2 separate regions of the Sus scrofa genome follow, and region 1 is linked to region 2. The links are chromatin contacts, called in public Hi-C maps. All regions are on one chromosome and are shown on one strand. The core of a region is the stretch at or near the end of the contact, and the rest is flanking DNA. Distances in the headings are between cores, read along the strand shown.

Region 1 (7,331 bases), core at 4,399-6,898, 640 kb after region 2:
TTGTGGAATCATAGAATTTTAGGAGTTGAGGATCTTTGAGGTCACAGAGATTGGAAAAATATGGAGGAGTTCCCTTGTGGTGAGAAAGGCTAAGGATCAGGCATTGTCACTGCAGCTTCTCAGGCTGCTGCTGTGGTGCAGGTTGCAGGTGTGATCCCTGGCCCAGGAACTTCTACACTTGATCTTGGCCAAAAGGCTGAGAACAATAGCCCAGGAAGTTCTACATGCTAAAAAAAGAAAGAAAAATGTGTTCAATGATTCATGACTGTGATAAGCTAAATAATAAAGGTACCAGGACTATAATGACCTTCACAGATGTCAAAAAGAAACGAATGGTGACTAATGCAACAAAATGAAGGTTAGATATAAAAGGTGAAAATAAGTAATCAACAACTAGAGATTGAAATTTAATAACTTAAATAAAGTAGATCTAAACCGGAATAGATCACTCAAAGGAAGATGAGAATATTGCAGAGTATAGTGGGAAATTTACTTCAAAATATGTCCTTGTTCACTCTGAATCCCATGTCAGACATTAATATTTTTATTGTGCTTCTTGGACCTTTTTCTGCTGCTCAACTGCTGAGTGTTTTGTTTCTCCTGCCTAAATGAATTACTCTGAAACATCACCAAATTGTAACATGACAAAAAATTACCCAAGAAATATTTATCGAGAAATTAATCTTACTCTGTATTTTCCCATGAGGAGATACAGTTTTAGATTATTTGTAAAGTTTTGCAGTTATCCTTCTTTCTCTTCTGCACAAAGACCTCTTATACAATGATATGATATTTTGGATAAGATTTGTTAGGATATCAGATTAGATTTGTTAGGCTATCAACCAGCATTTTTCCTGTAATGCAGAGTTCTAATTCCTCCAGCCATTGCCTTCCATCAGGCTTCCTTTCCATACCTATTCTTGTAGCAGTTGATTTGCCTTAGCCAAATAATCCATGACAGCTTTCAAACATTCTCTTACTTGTCTGAGAAAGAGAAAGTGGGTGTAGAACAGCGTTTTTTTTCAAATTTTAGCAACTTTCAGATAATCTGAAGTGTTAATGAAAACACAGATTGCTGGACCAGCTTCACGGGTCTCTGGTGGGCCTGATGAGGTGCATATGTAACAGGCTACTGCTGATGATCCTGATCTGGACCCACCTTCCAGCATCATAGCTGTAGAGCACTGGGAAACTAGGGAGCTATACAACCAAGGGCTGCTGTGCCGTTCTCGGCGTTGTTGCAGGTTGTAACCATCACAGCTAACCCCCAACTGTAGGGTCTGTCACTTTGATTCCCTCTCCTCAAATATGAGAGATCTACTTTTTTATACTCACTTTTCAGATTGATTTTGATCTGCTTTGACCTGACATTTCTAGTGTGCCATCCTAGAAGGTCAAGTTCTTTTACTGGACTTTTTTTTTTTTTTTTTAATTTCTCAGGTATAGCTCAAAACATTAAAACTCTATTTCCAGGATTAACGTCGTCTTCCCCAGTGTGCTACAGCTTTACCAGAATAATTTATGGTCAAGTCCTCTCTGCCCTCACATCCTCCTTTCCCTACTCAAAGCCTCTGGAATAGATAAACAAAAATATGGAGTCTGGATAATTTTGTCTTTCCCACTCTCTGGGCTAACGCCCAGGTATGTAACTACTGTCTTATTAGCAAACAGAGAGAAGAATGACCTCTGTCCAGAAACAAAAGCAAAGTTACAGTTTTTCTTGAATTACCTATTGGTGCCTCGATTGCCCCCATATATGTCCTGGGTTATTTATTTAAGGAAACAATATATCTAAAAAGAGATCTACGAATATAACCAATGAATTATAGCATTTTATAATAGGAAAAATTGAGAACAAGCAAAATGTCCATCAAGGCAGCTTCCATCTGGAGGCTCCACTGTCCCCTAAATCTTAATAGAATCCACACAAAAAATATAAAAGGTAAGGAGAGAGGGCTTGTAGTCTAAAGCGGGGGATGGCAAACTTTGGCTGGTGGACCAAGTCTGGTTCACTGCCTGTTTGGGTGCACGTAACAAACTGCTTGTAAAACACATATAGCTATGTTTTTCCATTTTAAAATGGTTGGAAGAAAAAAAATCAATACGCTAGTAATATTTCATGACATGAAAATTTTATAAAATTAAATGTCAGGGTTCATAAACAAAGCATTGTCAGGACACAGCCCCACTCAGACATTTACGTATTGTCCAGAGCCTTTCTTTCTTTTTTTTTTTTTGTGCCCTAGTGACAGATTTGAGACATTCCCACAGAGACCCAGGATGACCCACCAAGTCTAAAATATTTCCTTATCTGGTCCTTTACAGAAGTTTGCTAACTTCTAGTCAAAGATGTGGAAATGGTTTGTAAACTAAGTAACCCAACTGTTTCTTTGCTGTTGAACTTCTCTCCCTTCCGTGTGGTTTCTTAGATCCACTTGGGGGCTACTGCTTACAGCATTTCCAAACTGACTTGACTGAGGAGCCCTCCTTTTGATGGAAGATTTCACACCGTACATATAAAAAAAAAAAAAAATCAGTTTAGGAAATGTTGTTCTGGAGCACAATGTGGGGACACAAATTTAAGAAAAAGTAATAAAGAGCTAATGATGCAATTTCAGATTGCTGGGACTGCCTTGCAAGCATCGCCCAGGGAAAAAGAGGGTTTGCCTTCTAAATGTCTCTCAAATTATATCCATGGGAAATACAGATGGCTCTTCCTTGGGTATATAACAATGAGGGAAAAAATCAACTTTGAGGAAAAAACCTTTTCTGTTAACGAAATAATCGCACCATCTCTGTTACAAAAAAGAAACAGTAATTCTAAATATAGATAAATGTCACAGGGAAAAAATGGCTATGTTGGCTCAGCAGAATGTTTTGCAAATGTCAATGCTAAAAACACTAAGCTTGAGCTATGTATAACTGCAATTCCTAAAAGCTTTGGAAAGTCAGTAATTGTTACGTAACAGCCATCACCATTTCGCTGGGGATTTTAAGAGGATCAGCCTGTTCGTTCCCAAATAACATATTCTCCTTGCGTGGAGTTTTAGCGACCTCTAGTGGCTGTCATGTTATAGTGCTTTCTGTTTTCTCAAACTCTCCGTAAAAAAAATTACAGAAATGTCATGCATTCTTTTCCAGATTCTAAATGTTAATCTTTTTATTTAACAAGTATTTGTTGAGTGTTTATCATGCTGTTGGCACTATTCTGAGCATCAGGAGAGAAAAGCACAAGGCGAAGAGTCAGATGATGGAGCCGTAGGGCAAATGCAGTGACTTAAAAAGCTGTTTTGATTCCTAACATATGATATCACTTATATGTGGAATCTATTATAAAAAAATGATACAAATAAACTTATTTACAAAACATAAAGAGACTCACAGACTTCAAAAACAAACTTATGGTTACCAGAGGGGACAGGCGGTGAGGAGGGATGGGCTGGGGGTTTGGGATTGGCATTTGCACACTGTGGTCTATGCAATGACTAGAGTTCTGCTGTATAGCACAGAGAACTCTACCCAGTATTCTGTGATAATCTATGTGGGAAAAGAATCTGAAAAAGAATGGTTATGTGTATGCCTGAGTCACTGAGTCATACAGCAGAAATTATCACATTATAAATCAACTATCCCACAAAACTTTTTAAAACGGGAGGGGAAAAAAAGCTGTATGACTCTGAACATGACTACTTTTGACTTACCTGATCCTTGGTCTTCTCACAGCATTGTTTTTTTGTTTGTTTGTTTTTCTTTTTAGGGCCATACCAGCAGCATATGGAGGTTCCCAGGCTGAATCAGAGCTACAGCTGCTGGAAAGAATTTTCTTGTTATTTAAAGAAGTTAAAAAAAAAGCCAAATCAAAAAAATCACAAAGTGATAACAGAATGAGGTGAAGCCAAATGAATTGTGTATGAGAAAAAAAAAATCACAATGCAATACGCTTAGGTTTCATTCTCTTAAAGTTTCTCTACTTTGCAGAAAACTAAGATTTTCTTCCACATAATAATTTGATTTTTGTTGCCACTTCAATTATATTTTGTATCATCTCAACATAGCTATTTTGAAATGTAATGATAAAGAAAAAATGTCCTATAATAACTAAGAATTTCTCCCTTTTCCCCTAAAAAAAATTTAAAAATTAAAAATTAAAAAAAAATTAAAAGAGGAGTTCCTGTCATGGCTCAGTGGTTAACGAATCCAACTAGGAACCATGAAGTTGTGGGTTCGATCCCTGGCCTTGCTCTGTGGGTTGAGGATCCGGCGTTGCCGTGAGCTGTGGTGTAGGTTGCAGACGCGGCTTGGATCCCGCGTTGCTATGGCTGTGGTGTAGGCCGGTGGCTACAGTTCCCATTAGACCCCTAGCCTGGGAACCTCCATATGCCATGGGAGCGGCCCTACAAAAGGCAAAAAGACCAAAAAAATAAAACAAAATAAAAGATTTATGGGAAGCAACCTCCCCACCCCTTTTGGAGGCGCTGTTCTTGCATTTGCATGTGACACCTGGAGTTTCTGCAGCTGTCTGTGACTGTGAGAGGAGACATTGATGACACCCTGAAGGTGGCACAGCAGACAGGTAGAAAGCATCTGAGAGCTTGAGATCAGAGTTAAACTTTGGCTTTGCCAACCTCAGAACTATCTACCGTTGGACTTCTTGTAACGTGAGATATGAAGCACATTGTTTTTTAAGCCATTTTTAGTTGAGAACTCTGTTACGTGCAGCTGAAGTGTTACACATCCCATAAGGTGTTGCCACTCTCAAGGTCTCTAGGCTTCAAAATGTCTGGACTTGGTGGATTCCTTTCTTTGAATCATCTACAAAACATACTCAGAGAGTTATAGTTAAACCTAATCTATCCCATCGTTTTCTTACTAGTGGAGCAACAGACAAAAGGGGAAATTTTATGAAGGAGAAGATACTAGTAAAATATCTGTTGGATGAGGATGACATCGCCCAGCCTTTGCTTTTGTGAAAAGGCGCGCAGTTCCTATTTCCTGCCACGATGTACCAGGCATAGAGGCTGTTACTTCTACCCACATATAGGCTCATTGAGAGAATTAGATGGAAACGTGAGTCTGAAACCTCGATTCTCACTGGGTAAGGGTTTCCCTCTTTTCCTGCTCTCTACCAACTTATACCCTCTCATCCATCAAACCTCATGGAGAACTCACCTTCTCACACGAGCTCTCCCCAGATTAAACTGATCGGTTCGTTTGGGTCCCCTTGGCACTCAAGACTAGGGTCTGAGTTTAGGTACCACTGCTAAGTTTTCTGCTGCATGTGGGCCTATGCCACTCTCTAGTCTCACACCAGGATTGCAGAGAAGTCAAGCAAGGCAGAGATGTCAGCCTCCGCTTCCTTGTGAGTATGGGCGTTCTCTGACTCCTCCACCCTATCCACCCCCCAACATTTAGCCTTCAGACCTAAACATAGTCCACTGCCCAATGATTGCCAAGAACCGCCTGCCTTAGCGACCCTGCTAACACAACAGTGCCGAGCTCCACAGACCGGCTGAGGACAGTGACCTGGCTCTTTAATATGCAGGCTGCGAAGTTCCTCTTTTGCTTTATAAAAGCCACTTCCTCTCCCCGAGTGGGGAGGATCTGGTTACTTGTGCGGGGAGAAGCTGGAGTGGGGCCAGAGAGCTGATAGCACTATCACCCGGAAACAGAGTCCTGCTCCATGTCAACAGTCAGGACAGACCTTCCCTTGTCATGTACTTGCTGGACATTCTTGAAATGACTCATGTAATAGCCAAAGACTGAATAAGTGCCTTTTATGTGCCTGGAACCGTTCTAAGTGCTTTTGCGGTGCTTGAATAATTTAGTCACAATTTTTGCATTTAACCATCACAGCACATTGAGGAGATAGGTATGATAATGATCTCTGTTTTCCTTCTGGGGAAACAGAGGCACAGAGACATGAGGAAACCTGCCCAGGGCCAGGTGACCAGTAAGTGGCTGATCTGGGTGTCAACCTGGGACGACCTCACTCCAGAGCCTGCACGCTTCCCCACGCATGAAGCCACTGTGAGTGCTTGGTGCCACTGCTCCCCCCATTCATGCCTGATCTGTTCAAAAGGCATGGATGAGCACCTACTGTGTGCAAAGAGCAGGTGGGTTGAAGACACGTTAGACACCATCTCTGCTGTAAGCAACACCACCGTCCAGTTGGGAAACCAATTGAAAAATAGGTAAGGGAGACCCTGCATCTTCCAGACTGGTCTTAATAGGCTGTCAATCACCTGTCCACCATCTTCTATTGCAATAGGTCAGGGCTCAATGAAGATTTTTTTTTTTTTTTTTTTTTTACAATATTTCCTTGCTGGATATATTAGTTTGTCAGAGCTCCCAAAACAGAGACTGGATGGCTTTCAACAACAGAAGTTTATCTTCTCACAGTTCTGGGAGCTAGAAGTTCAAAGTTAAGGGGTCAGCAAGGCTGGTTTCTTCTGAGGACTCTCTCTTTGGCTTATAGACAGCTGTCCTCACCCTGTGTCTCCCCGTGGTCTTCCCTCCATGCCCATGGCCAAACATCCTCTTCTTAGAAGGACACCAGTCCAATTGGCTTAGGGCTCAATCTAAAGACCTCATTTTAACTTAGTTACCCCTTTTTGGTACCTTTTTTTTAAATCAAAATATAGTTAATTTACAATGTTGTGCCAATTTCTGCTGCACAGCCAAGTGACCCAGTTATATGAATATACACATTCTTTCCCTCATATCATCCCCCGTCCTGGCCTATCCCAAGACTAGACCCAGTTCCCCGTGCTGTACGGTAGGATCTCATTGCCCATCCATTCTAAATGTTACCTACCTCTTTAAAGAGCCTTTTTCCAAATAGTCACCTTCCTAGGTACTGGGGGTTAGAACTCCAATATCTGAATTTGAGGGGGCTATAACTCAGCCCATTGCAATGTATTAACTTCCCCTTTCTACCAACTTCTCCAAAAAGGACTCTGACATCTTTAATGACTGTAAACCTCCAGCACTTGTAAGAATTAAAAACCTTTCTCGCTTGAGGCAGGGAAAGAAGCACATAATTATGTGTACTGCAAGCAAAGTGTGTAATTAAGAAGTTGTAAATGACTCCTGAGGACAAGCTTTTGGTTATGCAAAGACACTACCTAGAATCGCTTTCATAGGCTGATTCAACATTCTTCTCATCACAAGATATTACACATATGTGTACCTCGAAATGAAGTTTATCCTAATCACAAAAAAATAGGTCCAATTTTCCCTTTTTATCTCCCAGAGGTGGTTAGTATATCTCAAACATCTTCTGGGGCAGGATAACATGAAAAGTTGGTCCTTAGAATGAGGATAAAGTAAAC
Region 2 (6,990 bases), core at 695-3,194:
CCCATTCCCTATGCCTACTATGGTGACTGCCTACCTGCTGTCCCAGTGGTTTTTCCCAGGGCTTCAGTTCAACATTTGCTTGCCCTTTCTTCCTACTTTTTCCAAGGCCTTGAGTCATCTCAGCCCCTTTGCCCCTTCCCTCCAGACCTCCTCCAGTTAGTTTATGGCTTCTGTTTTATGGCACTTTGAATCATCAAGCCGTCTCTCCCAGACTCTGTTCCTACAGAGGCTCACTCCATGGTGTTCACTCCCAACAGGCCACGCGGCTTCCCAGAACTCCCTCTGCATAGCGCTTCCTTCAGGTGTTCAGCGAACGGCACGACAGGGAGTGAATGGGACCTTCTCTCCAGAGGTGCATTCTCTTGTCTCTAAACTCTTAACCCCTCTAAATGTGTTCTATTATAGCATTTATCATACCCATTTACATTATAAGTATTACTTTAAAGCTCTTACTTTCTCTTCTATCCATTAAATTCCTTGAGGATAGGAGCCGTGAGTTTTTATATGAGCATCACCCATACGACCGCACATCTAAGAGATTCTTTTGTCTAATGAATGAGTATACAGTTGCCCTGTGTGTCTGCAGGTTCCGTGTCTGTGGTTGATTGAACCTCCAGATATGGAAGCTGCAGGTATGGGAGGATGATAGGACTATGCCATTTTATAGAAGGGGCTTGGAAGTCCCTGGATTTTGGTATTTACAACCAATCCTCCGTGGATATGGAAGGATGACTGTATTTCTCATGACAACAGTGAAAAAAAGAGGAAATTGGTATAAAAAGACAGAAAACAGGTTAGCATTTGTTAAGAAAGATAAATACAGATTTTTTTTTTTTTTTATTCCTGGACCAGAGCCAGGAGATAGATCATAAGGATGGGCAAGGAGTTAGGAAGACTTGAGGAGGACCTTCTGAGTGGCCACCAGAGTCATTCCAGGCAGGCCAGCCTCAGCGGTTGCTTTACTTTCCCTGATTACACATTCATTGTCTGCATTAACCTCATTTCTGTGTCCTGTATCCCTGGAATATGGCTGATATTTGGAGATTGACCTCCTTTGACCAGGTATCTAAGGTCTATGACCAGAGTTGCTGGTAATATACAAAGGGGTCAAGCTAGAAGATGTCTGGAGAGGAAGCCTTATCATTAGTTGACCCCTCCAAGTGCGAATGTTCATATGGTAAAATGGTACCCAAAAAACAGAGGACACATAGGCAGCCACCTGCAGGTTGATAATACATAGGCTCTTTAAAACCAACAAGGACTCTGTGGGCGGGGATACGATATACCCACTCCCAGCCCCCAACCTTGAACCCACTGCCAGTTCTGTGTGCCTTGCGGTGTAGGCATCAGATCAAAACCCTGTCAGCTGTGGGATTGATCTCTCTACCTCTCACAACCTTGGAAATTTTATCACCCTCCTTAAAGGCCATTCTCATTGCTTAGCTTCACCGTTCATCATCTTCTTCACTTGGGTGAATCCTAAGAGCTGGTCTCATTTCTTCTCTTATCTTTTTGCATAAAGTTGAATGGGCAGGCAAGCATGGAGCTTTTTCATCTTCTTATTTTTTCTGTGTCTGAAAAGTTGTGATAACAAAACTAACAATGTCTACGAGCGTCCGTGAAGTTAATTATTTTAAATGAGCAAAGGAGACCAAGCACCTGAGAAGAAAATGGCTCAGAAATTGGAAAGAAGCCTTCCGCCCTGCTACAGTTGGTTGGTATTTGGCTCTTTTATTTTTCTCCTGAGCAACATAAGAGCCATTGAGTGCGGAGGACGTGAACATCCTGTACAGGAAATAGATGGTGTGTGGAGGAGGTGAGGGGGGCACCCGGCAGTCGTTCTTTGAATCCTTCAGTGAATTCACTGGAATACATTACAGAAGCGGGTAAAGGGCTGGAAAACAGGCTCTGCTTGGATGGCTTCCAGGACCCTTCACAAAGCTCAGGAAAAGCTCAGCTAAGCCACACGCTTTGTGTGCTTTCCTGAGGAAAGATTCTGCTTGCTGGTCTTGGGGTTAAGGAGTTTCAGCGAGTTTTTATAGAGACACTAAAACATTCTCTTCACAGTGTCCTCCCTGACTAAGAGCAGCCCAGGGGATAGGATCCACGAGGTGGGCACTTAAGTGCCTGCTGGGCAGGTAAGCTGCTGTGAGAGGTGAGGTGTAGGCGCAGGGACTGTGTCGTGAGGAGCCCTTAGCTATGCTGCGTGTGTGGGTGTATCAGGAGTGTGTGTGTGTGTGTGTGTACAAATTCTCAGCTGAAATGTGAGGAAACCTCAGAAGAGTGGATGTGTGCATTTCAGGATTTCTTACTTTGACCAGAAAATGCAGAATGACCACTGCCTTCATTCCTCCCAGAAAATGGTTTTGCCATAAGGACAAAATAAACCCCATGCAAATTGTGAAGTATGCAGAGACAGGAAGGTGAAAAGGATGTGACAGGGGTCTCAAGACTATCCAGAGCTGCAGCTTTGTTGTGGTGGTTGTTCCCAAAGATATTTTTACAGAGGAAATGAGAGCATTCTCTGCTCCTTTGTAAGAGTGATATGAAATGCTCGTTGGTGCACAAAGGCCGTTTATGAACCGACTTCAGCCTTTCTTTGGCCTGTCACACCCCATTGTATCTATTTCAGAACCTGGGATTCACACTGAGTGCGTAGTAACATGGAACAAAACCTGAAGCCATCACGCTTTGCATTTGCCAATGAGGTTTTCCTTTCTCTGCTGAACTTCAGTTTTCTTCTTTTCTAGAAAAATGTATTTTTTAGCTTTCTCATGTGTGCTTCCTTAGAGGAAGCATATTCCTATCTTCAAGACATTCTGCCTTGCTCACCAACTTGTGATTTTCTCATTCATAATGAATTTTTTCTGATATAGTCATTTTCATTAAATTTTAGCCATAAAATATATGTAATTATAGTCAATGGAGACACTAGAAGATTGTTAGTGTCAGGCATATATCTGACAACACTCCTAGGTTTAGAATGCCAGTGTATTTATTTTTCCAGGTCTTCAGTTTTATTCTAGTAGGACTAGAAATCAGGCACTCTGTCTCTTTTTATCTCATTGAAATTTCTGATTAAGAATCCAACAGTTAAATAAGTATGAAGATAGGTTTAGAAGTGAGTAAAGAAATTATCCTTACGCTAATAAAGAAATCATTGAAGATCCCTCTTTTAAAGGCCTTTAAGAAAAATCATCAGCAAAATTGAACTTGAGCTGTCACTTAGTAATTTCCAAGGGGGGAAAAAAATTAACTTTCCATTTTCTAACTAGAAAGAGCATTTCACTGTCTTGGCCAAGTTATCAACCACGTGACACAGGAAAGTAGGATGCAGGATGCCCACATTAAAAAAAAAAAAAAAATACTTGCTGTTTGGGAACGAAGCAGATGTTTAAGAGTATATATTGTTACCTGAATAGAGTAAGTGACTGGTAGTTCTACTTCAGCCTGATAAAGCGACGCCACCTGCTGGATAAAAGCTTTATTTTATGTTGGAGAATTCTTCAGTTAGACACTCCTCTCTCCAGACATAAGTACAAATAGGTTTGCCGGCTGTTTTCTTTTAAGATCTGTATATGAGTCAGTTTATTGAGATACTTGTTTTCTGTGTGTGTGTGTGTGTGTGTGTGTGTGTGTGTGAGAGAGAGAGAGAGAGAGAATCTACACATTCATATTGAGAACAATAAGTAGGAGAGTGGGAGAGAACTGGGGATACAAGAATGAAAATATGAAAACAATAGGAATATTGAATATTCCTTCTTGGTATCTGTTCATGTGCCCTTATTCTGAAAAGCGAGTCTGATGTACCTCTGTTTTTCCTTTTGCATCTACTAATGATATGAGAATCGATGGTTACCCAATGCCTGTTTCAAATGAACCACGATTCATATTTCATCCTAGGCTGCCCGCAAGAGAGTCTCTTGTTAAATGATTAGAGATTTAAGAGGCCTTCATTGAATTCCTCTTTCTCTAGTGTTTTTATTCCTATCATAACACTTAATTCTGCAATATTTTAAAATGATGACTCCTAATGCGCCTAAAGTATTTTGCCTTATGGCATCACAGAAGCATTTACATAGAGTATTAACAAGTGCCCATCTTTTTATTAAGTTGAGGTCACTGATTATCCTTTTAGCCAATTTGGTTTATTGCATCTAATCTGTTTCACCACAACATAAAATATGTAAGTGACCGTGGATACGGTACAGTAGGGATTATGATTCTTTTCATCATTACCTGTAACTCTTTTAAGGTCTTAACTGATTATTGACCATTGACGTCACTAACGATGAAACGTCTACGTTTGTGCTGAGAAGATTATATCATTTCCGATCTTGATTCATAATCAGTTTTTCAGCATGCAGTCATTTCTATTAAGTTGTATTTGTCATACTACTCTTAATTTCTTTATATAGCCATGGAGTATCACACAGTCTGAAATTTATAGTATTTGACGTTTATCAGGGCTTTGATTTCCTAATAAACTGAAATAGAGTATAACTTGTTTCTATACCACATGCCAAAGCCGTAATTATATAACTGACACATGTTAAATATCTAGACATACAAAAAGTACAGATGGTTTCAATTCTGTATCCTGTGAAGAAAAGCTTTTTGAATTCCAAATACTGTCAACAACCTGATTTTCTCATATTTGTCTGTATCTTAAAAGACTTTTGTTGTATTTATTGTAAATTTACTTATTCAATGAAAAACTGATAGAATATCTGTTATATGTAAGATACTAGGCTAGGTTCCAGAGATTCAGTGATTAAAACAAATTCCTTGCCCTCAGTGAGCTCCCTTTCTTACAGAACAGGGTGTGGATAGTTCTAGAACAGTAAGGGCAAGGAGCTATGAGCACAGAAGAAAATGAATTCAACCAAACTTAAATATACAGGCCTGGGGAGGGTGCACAAAGATGAAATCCTGAATTGAGTCTGCAGAGAAGATAAAGTATTTGTCAGGAAGAGGAACATGCAGGGAAGGGTGCGCCAGGATGGGAGGTGGGGTGTGCAAAGACACTAGGATGACAGAGCAGAAAAGGTTGAGGGAAGTTCATGCTATTCAGCGCACCTGGGATTCAGGCTACAAGTGACATCGTTCTGAGAGATGCGACTGGACAGGACATGCAGGCAGAGTTCAGTAATGAAGGATCTGTCCTGCTTTTGGACTTTGTTCTGAATACTTTGGTGTCTTTACAGTGGTTTAAGTAGAAGCGAAGAAGTGAGTGATGGGATTCCCTCTGATTAGGGCACTTCCTCTAGCAACTCTGCTGAGAGAGGATTTGAGTAGGATTCCACTGGAGGAAGTTATGGAGCAGAAGAAAAGTTATGGTCCAAGGGAGATGGATAAATGATGATGGGAGAGTGCAAGGGGAAGATGAGTATTTGATGGATTACCAGGGCAGTAGAACTAATTTAATGACCTAGTAAAGGTGAACCCTGTAGAAGCCCAGGAAAACTTGTTTCCAGCAGGGGAAGAGTTTAGTGACACCATCTACTAAGTTACAGTCAAGGCACAGATTAGAGAAGACAATTATTCTGCTATAAATTAGTTGAATACACCCAAGTGGAGAGATCCATTGGATGGCTGGTTATAGACACCTGGAGTTCAGAGAAGAGATTTGAATCAAGACCTTTGTTTTTATTTTTACAGCCTCACCTGCAGCATATGGGAGTTCCCAGGCTAGAGGTCAAATTGGAGCTGCAGCTGACAGCCTAACACCACAGCCTAATGCAGATCCAACCTGTGTCTGCGACCTGTGCTGCAGGTTGTGGCAACCAGATCCTTAACCCACTGAGTAAGGCCAGGAATAGAACCTGCATCCTCACAGAAATAACATTGGGTACTTAACCCACTGAGCCACAGTGGCAACTCCTTGAACCAGAGATCCTTAAATCTAATCTTTTTTTTTTTTTTTTTCTTTTGGCCATGCTTGCAGCATGTGGGAATTCTTGGGCCAGGGATCGAACCTGAGCCACAGCAGTGACAATACTGTATCCGTAATGGCTAGGCCTCCAGGGAATGCCCTTGCCTCTTAATCATGTGTAGAACTTGAAAAACAAAATGGGTTTCTGGCTTCTAAGACCTTCCTTCGTCTCTCCCACTGTTGTCTGCCCCCGCTGCCCCCCGCAGAGGACTGGTATGAGCAGTTGTATCCCCTGATCCTCACCCTGAAGGACTGCATGGGAGAAGTGGTGCATCGAGCCAAGCAGTCCCTGACGTTCGTGCTCCTTCAGGAACTTGCCTACAGCCTGCCCCAGTGCTTGATGCTGACGCTGAGAAGAGACGTCGTCTTCAGCCAAGCAGTAGGTGCCCCTCATCCTCCTGAGCCCAGCGCAGTGATGGGTGGTCAGATGGTACCCTCGCTGAGGACAGAGGTCTTCTTGTGGTACTTTTCTTTGTAAAGGGATCCTTTCTTTAGAGTTCCGGTACCCAGTTTTTCTTATTCTTCATAAATATGAGCTGAGTGGATGAGATCGTGTTTCTTTCTGCAAAGAGGTGGCCAAGTCTCTGAAATGTCCATTCTGTTTCACAGGGCAGAGAGCCTATGAAGAGAAAGATTCCCTTCCTACCATCTATTTCACCCCAGAGTCTGCACCATTCAGAGTGAAGGAAAAGGGTGGCTATTTTGCATTGCAGATGGCAGCTAGAGATCCGTTGGCAGCTCTTATTTATAAAACTCCCTCATGAGTCCCAGGACGGGGCCTCATACTAATATTTTGTTGTCATTGTTGTTTATAAAATAAGTTTGTCAGGCTGTATGTTTGATGGGGAGGTTTGATAGGACCACCTTCTTTGCCTACACACAAACCTTCACCCATGACACCCAGATTGGCTCCCATCAGAATGGCTGTTCTCCTTCTCCCTTCCTGCCTCCATGCCCATGGCTGAGTTTTATAGACAGGCACATGGAAGGAAAGAGACAGAAGCCTCTCTCTCTAAACATTGAAGGCAAAGGGAATATTTTGGCCAAAATATCCC

What was found. Hi-C and Micro-C count contacts between places; a contact is called where the count stands out from the background.
Region 1: a Hi-C map of skeletal muscle shows a contact between it and region 2, with 4 times the contacts expected there. The contact joins two enhancer-like sites. A contact is called at or near these places in 5 of 47 Hi-C or Micro-C datasets (embryonic fibroblasts, skeletal muscle and subcutaneous adipose tissue).

The regions. Positions count from the first base shown.
Region 1 is chr8:86,067,818-86,075,148 of Sscrofa11.1, forward strand. LOC106504720 (a long non-coding RNA gene) reads right to left here. Exons shown (of 4, transcript XR_001298412.2): 2 at 4,732-4,812; 3 at 3,702-3,806; 4 at 1,414-2,487. Among named protein-coding and RNA genes, the nearest start is that of RNF150, 16 kb to the right of the region's middle. Within about 2 kb of position 5,649, at least 14 of the 83 cell types and tissues checked have an H3K27ac peak or open chromatin away from gene starts, as enhancers often do. A contact at or near this core is called in skeletal muscle, where this site is marked.
Region 2 is chr8:85,429,112-85,436,101 of Sscrofa11.1, forward strand. It overlaps INPP4B (type II inositol 3,4-bisphosphate 4-phosphatase), which reads left to right. Exons shown (of 30, transcript XM_021100673.1): 19 at 6,142-6,314. Among named protein-coding and RNA genes, the nearest start is that of IL15, 250 kb to the right of the region's middle. Within about 2 kb of position 1,945, at least 17 of the 83 cell types and tissues checked have an H3K27ac peak or open chromatin away from gene starts, as enhancers often do. A contact at or near this core is called in skeletal muscle, where this site is marked.